Linked DNA regions of Mus musculus: region 2 is linked to region 1. The links are chromatin contacts, called in public HiChIP or PLAC-seq maps. All regions are on one chromosome and are shown on one strand. The core of a region is the stretch at or near the end of the contact, and the rest is flanking DNA. Distances in the headings are between cores, read along the strand shown. Region 1 holds the start of Tkt (transketolase). Region 2 holds the start of Btd (biotinidase).

Region 1 (4,298 bases), core at 422-2,921:
AGAAAGTTACTGGTGTGTATGTTTTCAAGGTTGACCATTTGGTATTGGGTAACCACTTGGTATGCTCTTTCTGGGAGAAGACTACTTCTCCCACTCTCAGGATTCCTTAGTTGCCTGTAGATCTTTGTGTAGAGTTGAAAGAGAGCAAGGATGGATGTATGGAAGGGATTGGAGGGAGGAAAAGGAGGAGAGAAATGTTGTAACTATTTTATAATTTTAAAAAGGACATTCAGATATATAGAAATGAACATTCAGAAATAAAAACATATACCTCTCTAGCTTATGTTTCCATTCCCAAATAGATTATAATTTTCCACTGTGAAGAAGAGGTGGAGGAGGAGGGGGGAGGAGAAGGGAGAAGAAGAGAACAAGGAAGAGGAAGGAGGAGGAGGAGAAGAAGAAGAAGGGGAGGAGGAGGGGGGAGGAGGAGGGAGAAGAAGAGAACAAGGAAGAGGAAGGAGGAGGAGGAGGAGAAGAAGAAGAAGGGAAGGAGGGGGAGGAGGAGGAGGAGGAAGAGGAAGTTAACATCAGTGTCATTGGACAGGTGGAGAAATGAAGAACTGGACTAATAATCACTGCCCTCAGGTCCATGGGGTTGGAAGGCCCAAAGGCTTCTGAGGTTTGTTTGCCTCCTTGACCTGTTGGTGAGCAGAGGACAGAGGTGGCACTTGCCTTGCCAAGGATCTGATAGTGGAACACTCCGAGACCACAACACTCCAGTCCCAGGTCCAGCCCTTGGCAGTCAGGCACTAGGAGGGCCAGCCTCTTTGGGCAGAGCCAGCAGAAGCCAGGGGCTGTAACAAACCACACTGGCAGTCTCACTGGGACACCTGGGAAACAGGCCAGGCAGGGAGCGCTTGGGGGAGGGGTGCTCACTTGCACAGGGCCCATTGTCTCATGACTCTGAGTTTGAGCTCTGTGGAGGACACAGAGAGGACCTGGACCAAAGCTGTACTGGTGCCTTCCTCTGCCTCTGCCCAGCACCCACTCACAGGCTTGCCTTTATATCCTCTCTGTAAATTGCAACAACCTCCGCCTCTGGAAACGGTATTGACCCGAGTGTGTGTCATGGATCCAATGAGACAGATCCAACGAGACTGTGAAGGCAACGCTTTCTGTTACAGCTGCTCAGTCCTCTCAGCTCCACCAGATCTGGTAAGAGCAGTAGGTGCTAACTGTCTCTACAGAGGCAAACCCAGTAATCTCTCTGAATCCACTCTTGTCCGTTGGCTCTAGTAGTCTGAGACCAGCATACTCCTAGTAACTTCTCAGTATTACCGTTTCTGGCAGTGTATATTTATTCTCATGTCTGGGATCTTTTTGGACTGAGGATAATCTGCTGCAGCGCTACCCACCAACCCTGTAATCTCAATCTAACCTTGCCAAGCCTCAACCTTTTCCTTAGAAAAGTGCAATTACTGATTAGTATCTCTCTTCTCAGTCCTACCCAAGTCAGCCGCGGAACTCTGAGCCATGCTTAGAACCAGGAATAGTGGCGAAGTTACTTTGTTGCTACTGTTTGTGTGTGATTAATTCCAACAGGGCACTGTGCTGGGAGAGAGCCCCCAGGCCTGGCGACTTCCGAGAGTCCACTAAATGCGGGGCGTGGCCAGAGGCCACTCGTCGGCCTGGGGTGATTCGGCGCCCCGCCCCACCTCCGCCCCGCCCCCCATGGGCGGGTCCTAAGGAGTCTTAACGCGCCCGCCCGCAGCACCCGTCCTCGGTCACTGCTGGTCGCTTCCTGAGCCGCTGCTGGCTCTGTGTCTCTGTCCTCAGCGTTCTCGTCCTCGTCCTCGTCCTCGTCCTACCACGCCATGGAAGGTTACCATAAGCCAGATCAGCAGAAGCTCCAGGCCCTGAAGGACACAGCCAATCGCCTGCGCATCAGCTCCATCCAGGCCACCACCGCGGCAGGCTCAGGGTGAGCGCGCGCTTCTGGCGGGGCTGGGAGCCGGGTCCCGCGGCCTCCCTGGCTCCGTGTCGCGTAGCACGATGTCGCCACGAGGGCGCGGTCAGATGGCGGAGCCTTCCGCTGCTCCGGAGCGGCCGGGTTCGACCGCGTGGGCCTCAGGTCTCGCGAGCACCTCCAGCCGGCCCGGGCTTCCCGGTTCTCGCTGCGCCCGGGCGCGCCTCCTCGCTCTGCGGCTGCAACCCGGAGGCCACCATGACTGCTGGCGGGAGAAACCTGAGCACGTGTGGGCTCCAGCTCTCCACCAGCATGTTGGTTCCACTGGTTTGCAGATGGGGAAACTGAGATTCCGGCTTTATATCAGTTGTCCAAAGTCACAGTGAGAGCTGGAATTTCAGCCCTTGCAATGTAGGCAGAGAATGTGTGTAGAGCCCACCATTTTGCAGTAGACTGGGGGCCCACCCTTCTCTGCATCTCTAACCACGCTCCCCTCCTCGACACTTCTTGCCTCTCCTGCTATGTGTGGGCTGGGGTCCCGGTGCTGCTGAAGACTCCAGGGTGGGGGCAGGGAGGTGACGATGCAACACCAAGAGAGGCTTAGACCCGAGCAAGGAGGTTGGAGTGCGAGTCTGGGGAGAAGGGAGCTTGTAGAAAGAAGGGGCGAGGCCCACGCGAAATAGGAAGTTCTGGGCTAACGGTGTTTGCACACTGGGTGGTTTCAAGAAATTCTAAGGTCTCCATTGGGCCTGGTATGAGACCTTGAGACAGAGAGATCTGGGCTTCTTGGAATGGTTTGGGGTTCTGGGGAGGGAGATTTTAGGAACCCAGACAAACTGTGAGCTTAGAACAAAGACCAGGATTCTGGATTTTGGCCAGTTCCATACAGAACATATTATTAAAGGAGTGCATTTCTCTTGCCTTTTACCGTGGGTTCCTCCTTACTTAGCCCTTGTGCTTTTAAGACGGGATGTCCTCAGAAGGTTTGAACTGGGAACCCTTTGCCACCCAACTTCCCATGCATACTTTGGACCTGTTATCTGTCTTGGCTTTAGATTGCTGCCTATGATAGAGGGTGCTCCCTGCCCAATTAAGAGACCTGACTTCCTTTTCTCTGGATTTCCTCAGTGTCTGGCAGAGACACTGTCCTCTCTACCTAGCACAGAGTAGGTCTTCACATCCACATCGTTTATTACTTGTTCTTTACTGGCCCCTACATCTCCCTCCAGGTCTGAAGTCTAATCAGAGGGTCAAAGTAGTTGACTGGCTGGTACCTATGCAGCTGAACATTCTACAATGCTGGATACGCATGTAGACCTTTCCAGGATCAGGGAGAAACTAAGTGGGTATTCCTGGGCCACACAGCGTCCTGGGGTAGCATTCTGATAATCAGTTTATACATGAAGACACTGAAGTGTAGTACGTTGATTTCCCCAGACTGGTAATCAGTGGCTATTTAGTACTGCCTGCTGGGGGCCTGGCCTATCAGAAAGTCCTCTTGGGCACATGGGCGGCATCAGGCTGGAGGAGCAGGGAAAGCCAAGTTCAGTTGAAGAGAAACTAAGTAACATTTATGGCTCTTAGGAACTTCCAAAGCAGGGGTGGTCTCCAGGGGAAAAGGTTGAAGGTGGCTACAGAGTTACACTGTTTACATTGTAGCCTTAGGCAGTCATTGAACTCTGAAAGAATCCGTGTACAAATGGAAGTGGTGGGTATCCCATGCAAAGGCTAAGTGTACGGGTTGCCAGTTCGGTATATATATTTCCCTTGCAGAAAAATACTACTTGGAGAAATCTTGTTTTTCAGAAGGGAGTAGCATTGTTCCTCAACCCCTGTCACAAGAATGATTTTGAAATGTGTGTGCAAAGAGTGTGTGCGTGTACAGAAAGTGTTTGGGGAAGACTTGAGATGTGAATGTATTTTGGCTGTGAATGTTTCTTTGGATGCTCACTACAGTGAGAGTTCATAACGTGAAAGCAGGCTCAGTTCTGAAGTTCTGACCCAGTCAGTTGCAGACAGCTGAACTGGCCACCTAACCAGTCTGTTCCATCTTTTTGAACAATTTTGGGTGATGGTTTCAGGATGGCAAGAAGTCCTGAATGAACAGACTTCCCGTAGTGCCTCATCAGCACTGTAGACAATAGACTTACTTCACCAGGCCACAAAAATGAGTCCACTGGCTTCTGTGTGGGGAGCTGGGTGGACAGTGCGTCCACGGGTCAGACTTTCCCGGGTCTTTTTCTGCATACAGAGGCGGCTGTGGCAGAGGTCCAACTCATCCAAGCTTTATCAAAGAAACTCCAATGGCGTTGTCAGAAGTGGCCAGGTTGCTGTGGCTGCTAAGTGTTCTCAGCCCTCACTTGCAGGGCTAGGTTGTGTTAGCCAGATGGAG
Region 2 (4,783 bases), core at 1,300-3,799, 1.1 Mb after region 1:
ACCTGAAATCTTCTGTTTCAGCTGAGTAGCTACAGGGACTGCAGTTGTGAGCTGCAGATTTTCCATCACCATCCTTTGGCCTAACTACCCACTCTCACAGTTTGCCATGCCTTTAAGTTATACTGATGCAGCAAGGACAAGCCATCACCTCTATGAGCAATCTTTCCTGTCCCAGTGAGGACAGCCAGTCACACACTGTGTGTGACTACTCTCCCTTTTATGGATTCCTTTTTGAGGAGCTAAATTATTTCAGACTGTCTTTTTGTGTCTTACCCTCATTTCCCCCAACTCATCAACTTGGAGGTGAAAAATAAACCTTATATCTTCTTTATATCCCTCTCTTCTGCCGCGTATACAGTCCACATCATGCATACAGTACATACTTAGTGCATGTCTACTGCATGAAGAAGAAACAACGGGCAAACATACTCAAGAAAAATAGTAAAATACAGATCAGCACCTATCCTTTCTCATGCAGGTAAAAGAATAGAAGGTTATTCCACATAGGAAAACTGAGAGGTAAGGGTACAGCTCAGTGGCAGAGTGCTTGCTTTAGTGTGCACAAGGGCCTGGGTTCAATTCCCAGCACTGGAAAAAACAAAGAGGTAAGGGAATAAAAGTGTAAACAACACAAATTAATACCTACCAGTTTTCTGATTAAAAACACTCCCTATAACTTTCAAGCCTTATTGATAAAGGTCTTTCAATTAGCAAATAGTGTAGTACACACCTAGATTACATAGAGACCTCAAGTCAAGTCAGTACTGTGGGGATTTGAAAGCAAATGAGCCACACCCAATGGAACTCACATCGGATGGCAGAGAAAAGGGGTCAAGAGCGTGGATCAGGACAGCAGTGACGGCAGCAGAAGGGACAGCTGTGTGTGTGTGGGGGGGGGGTGTGAATCGTGTGTGCCACCCATGAAGGTCAGAAGAAATCGTTAGATCCTTTGGAACCAGAGTTATGGGAGGTCGGGAGCCACCACGTGGATGCCAGAAATCAAATCCTGGTCTCTGAAAGAGCAACAAGTACTATGAACTGCTGAGCTAAGTCTTCAGCCCCAATTCTTAATCTTTTAAATTATTTGTGTGTGTGTGTGTGTGTGTGTGTGAGAGAGAGAGAGAGAGAGAGACAGAGAGACAGAGAGACAGAGAGACAGAGAGACAGAGAGAGAGAGCGCCTGTCTGTGTGTGTGTGTAGGTCCAAAACAATTTAACTCAGCCTGTGTGTGTGTGTGTAGGTCCAAGGACAACATGAATCATAAATCAGAAACCGCCTTCATTTTTCCATACAGGCCCTGGAGATTACACTCAGGTTATGAGGTTACGTGGCTTTGTAGAACTTCACTGAACCACTTCATCTGCACCAGATACTTGATATTTTTGCCTGGATTGCTAAGAGAGGGTAATCCTGGGCTGCCAGAGAAAATACTTTAAGTGGGTTCATAAAATGTCCTTTGGTTTTCCCTCTCCCAGGTAAGACCCCAAAGGAGGGAGGCATAATGCTGAGGGAAAGCACCAAACTGGGGTTTGAGAGCCCTGAGTTCCAATGACGGCACTGCCGTCTATAATGTCTTCCACTTTATGTTGCATGAGTCCTGGCCTTCAATCACTAATCACTCTCTGACACCTGTCATGTACAGGAACTACATCAGATGCTGGCAATACACTTACCTAGCGATGAATCAATATGCCTTCTCTGCTAGAACTAACAGTCTAGTAGTGAAGTAAGACTACCCCTTTCGATTCTGATATTTGGATGTGGCAGAGTACACTACGGTAGAAAGGTATAAGCATAGCTCCAAACTCAGAATACCTGAGTTCAAATGCCACTACCAAATGACTCGCGTTGGGCAAGTTTAACTTAGTCTCTCTCTTCTCATTTTCCTGTCAAGGAGGATTAACAGTGGTACGTGCAATGCTTTAGAAACGATGGGACGCTGTGTGCATCGAATGGCTGCCATTTGGTCCCTGTGTCAAGACTCACCGCTTGCTCATTCCGCATCCCAATGTACTTGATGCCCAGTTCCTGGGCAGCAAGGGCGATTTCGGTCACGGGGATGCCTACGACACCGAACATGTACTCCACATCCTGAGGGTAGGAGGGAAAAGGGGCAACAAACAACTATCATCAGGTGACCCAGCCTTCTTGCCCTCCCGGGGGGTCCAAAGGAAAGACCTACAGGACCCCCGCCCCCGCCTCCTTGCCCTCCGTCTCTAGGACAACGCGAGGTCCCCGTCTGCTTCTGTAGAGCCTTTCACACCCGAGGGATCCATCGTACTTGAGTTTTTAGAGCCTGGGCGATGACTTTAGCACCAGACACCTGCTCCTCGCTTCTGTCGCTACCCTCTGCGGAGTTACTTTCTGGCATCTTCCACCTAAAGTTACTTCAAGGCACTCTCGCAGCTCACAGCTTCACTAGCCTAAGAGTTGTTGTTGGTGACACCCGCTTCTGACAGACAGGAGGGCAGCCCAACGGATTTAAGCAAAGGGGAGAAGGGGCGGGACAAGAAGTCAGTCCTTGGTGAGGCGATCATGTAAGCACGCCCATTCTCCAGTCAGTCTTTTCCGGACTCCGCCATCAGCAGGAGGCGGGACGAGCCGGAGGCCGCGTCCTATGCGAAGCAGGTAAGAAACCCAATCTCTGAGGATGCTCGCCTTGGTTTTGTCCTCCACTAGGGTAGCGATACAGCTCAGTCCGGTATGGAGGGGATGGCACATCTGGAGGGTGACTGCAGAGACCAGGCGAGGAGGGGGCGTGGCCCCACCGCGCCTCCCCGCCCTCGCCGGGGCTTCCCGCTGATTGGAGGCAAGCTACGCAAAGGCTGCTGGGACGCGGGTAACTTGGAGAGTGTAAAGTTGGAAAAAAAACAGGCTTTTGGGTACAGTGTCGTGCTCCTGTGCCCTCTGATTTTATAACTCTGTGGTTTTGCACCCCACATCATGTGCACGTTCCAGAAGTCTGTGAGCAGAGGTGTATTCTTAATCAGAGATGACACCAAAATTGCTCAAGAGATAAACTTATTAACACCGTAGCTGCTCCTGCCCTCTGCCTGGTTTATATTTACTTATTTTGTTCCAGTTGGGTATCACTAAGGTCTGTTAGAGCCATTGCTTAATAATTAATGTATGATTGCTTAACTTTTACCAAAGTAATAGTGTTGGTTTTCTACTTACTGGTTCATGGATTAGCCTGCTTGACCCCTGGCATCGCGTGCTTTGTAGACATTAGTGGATTCTTGGCCCCTTAACACCGATTGCTTTCTCAGAATTACTGGCAGAACACTTTATGAAGGGCAAACTGGACCCTGATGGGAACAAATCACTGTGATTCAGATCGAATGGGCTTTTGTTTGTTTGTTTGTTGGTTGGTTGGTTGGTTGGTTTATATTTATTAAGGATCAGTCTTCAACTGGCCATTTTTGCCATTTGGCAAAGAGAAAACTCATTGAGCTGGTTATTGCCTTCGCCTAGCAGTTCAAGGTACAGCGGGCCTTGCTTCCCTTGCCTGTAGAGATTAAGCAGAAGTGACGTGACTGTCTTCCAAGTGCAAAGTCACTGCTGTTCCATCCAACTTCAGTGTAAGGATCCCAGGCGCTGTAATTTATACAGAGCACTCTGTGTGGACTTGGAATATGTTAATCATACTCCCTGTTATTTTTGTTGGCAGTATGCTTAAAATGTTATTTGTTATTTTGGTGAGATTTGGCATCGTAGCGCCAGATGTGGTGGCTCACATCTGTAATCCCAGCACTTGGAGGCAGGAGCATGTCGACTTCTGCGAGTCTGAGACCAGCCTGGGCTACCTAGTGAGTTTCAGGATAGCCAGGGCTATGTAGAGAGACCATGTCTTTTAATTACTCAAAGAAAGAATAAGTCATAAAAGCAATACTAGTGACTGACCCTAGGACTTTGCACATATTAGTCAAGCACTCTACCACCGAATTATATCTCAGGCCCTAAATTTTAACTTTCTTAAAAATCAGACGGCAGGGGTTGGAGAGATGTGTTTAAGAGCAGTGACTTCTTCCAGATGACCTGATTTCCAGCAACCACATAGTGTCTTACAACCATCTGTAATTCCAGTTCTGGCAAAGCCAATGCCCTCTTCTGGCCTCTGAGAGCACCAGGCACACACGTATTATGTAGACATACATGCAGGCAAATAAGCCATAAACATGAAAAATAATAATTAATAAAGCCTTAATAATTAAATTAATTAATAATAATTAATAGCATTAGTGACCTGTTCTCCACAGAGCAAATCCAGGCCTCAGAGTCCAGATAGTGATTGCTTTAGGGATCTAGCTCTGGGATGGTGAGGAGTTGCTTGACAACTTTCTTCCAAGTGGGTGAAGATAACCTCAAAGTAGCTGGATGATCTAGAAAGAGTTGTAAGACGGGTGTGGTGAGGCCGACCTATGGGACCCGTACTCAAGGAAGCTAAGACAGGATCTCACGTTTGAAGCCAGCCTGGGCAACAGTAAGACCCTGTCTCAAAAATAAATCATATTTTAAAAAGAGTTGTAATATGCATAGGGAAGATGAACTTTCAAAAGAAGGCAGCTGCTATAGGCAGTGACTCCGTGGGCCCCCAAATTCTGACTTTTATCTCAGTCCGTTCACAAGAACACTAGGGATCCTGTGCTCGTTTTTAAACCTAACCTAACTGAACCTGTGAAAACCAGTGCACGCTTTGCCAAAATGTAGTGCTTGGTCATTAAAGAAAGAAAGAATCAGGGTTATTTGTCCTCCCAGCTTCATTTTGTCGTTATGGAGAATA

Evidence for each region. HiChIP or PLAC-seq counts read pairs in DNA pulled down with a chosen protein or histone mark.
Region 2: an H3K27ac HiChIP or PLAC-seq map of microglia shows a contact between it and region 1, with 6 times the contacts expected there. The contact joins the promoter of Btd here to the promoter of Tkt in region 1. A contact is called at or near these places in 1 of 39 promoter capture datasets (erythroid cells), 1 of 115 datasets of contacts at active chromatin or transcription factors (microglia) and 1 of 9 other capture datasets (pancreatic islet).

Annotation. Positions count from the first base shown.
Region 1 is chr14:30,547,460-30,551,757 of GRCm38.p6, forward strand. Tkt (transketolase) reads left to right here and starts at 1,672. Exons shown (of 14, transcript NM_009388.6): 1 at 1,672-1,921. The coding sequence starts at 1,815.
Region 2 is chr14:31,638,508-31,643,290 of GRCm38.p6, forward strand. Btd (biotinidase) reads left to right here and starts at 2,550. Exons shown (of 4, transcript NM_025295.4): 1 at 2,550-2,628. The coding sequence starts at 2,618. Hacl1 (2-hydroxyacyl-CoA lyase 1) reads right to left here and starts at 2,458. Exons shown (of 17, transcript NM_019975.3): 1 at 2,282-2,458; 2 at 1,987-2,091. The coding sequence starts at 2,371.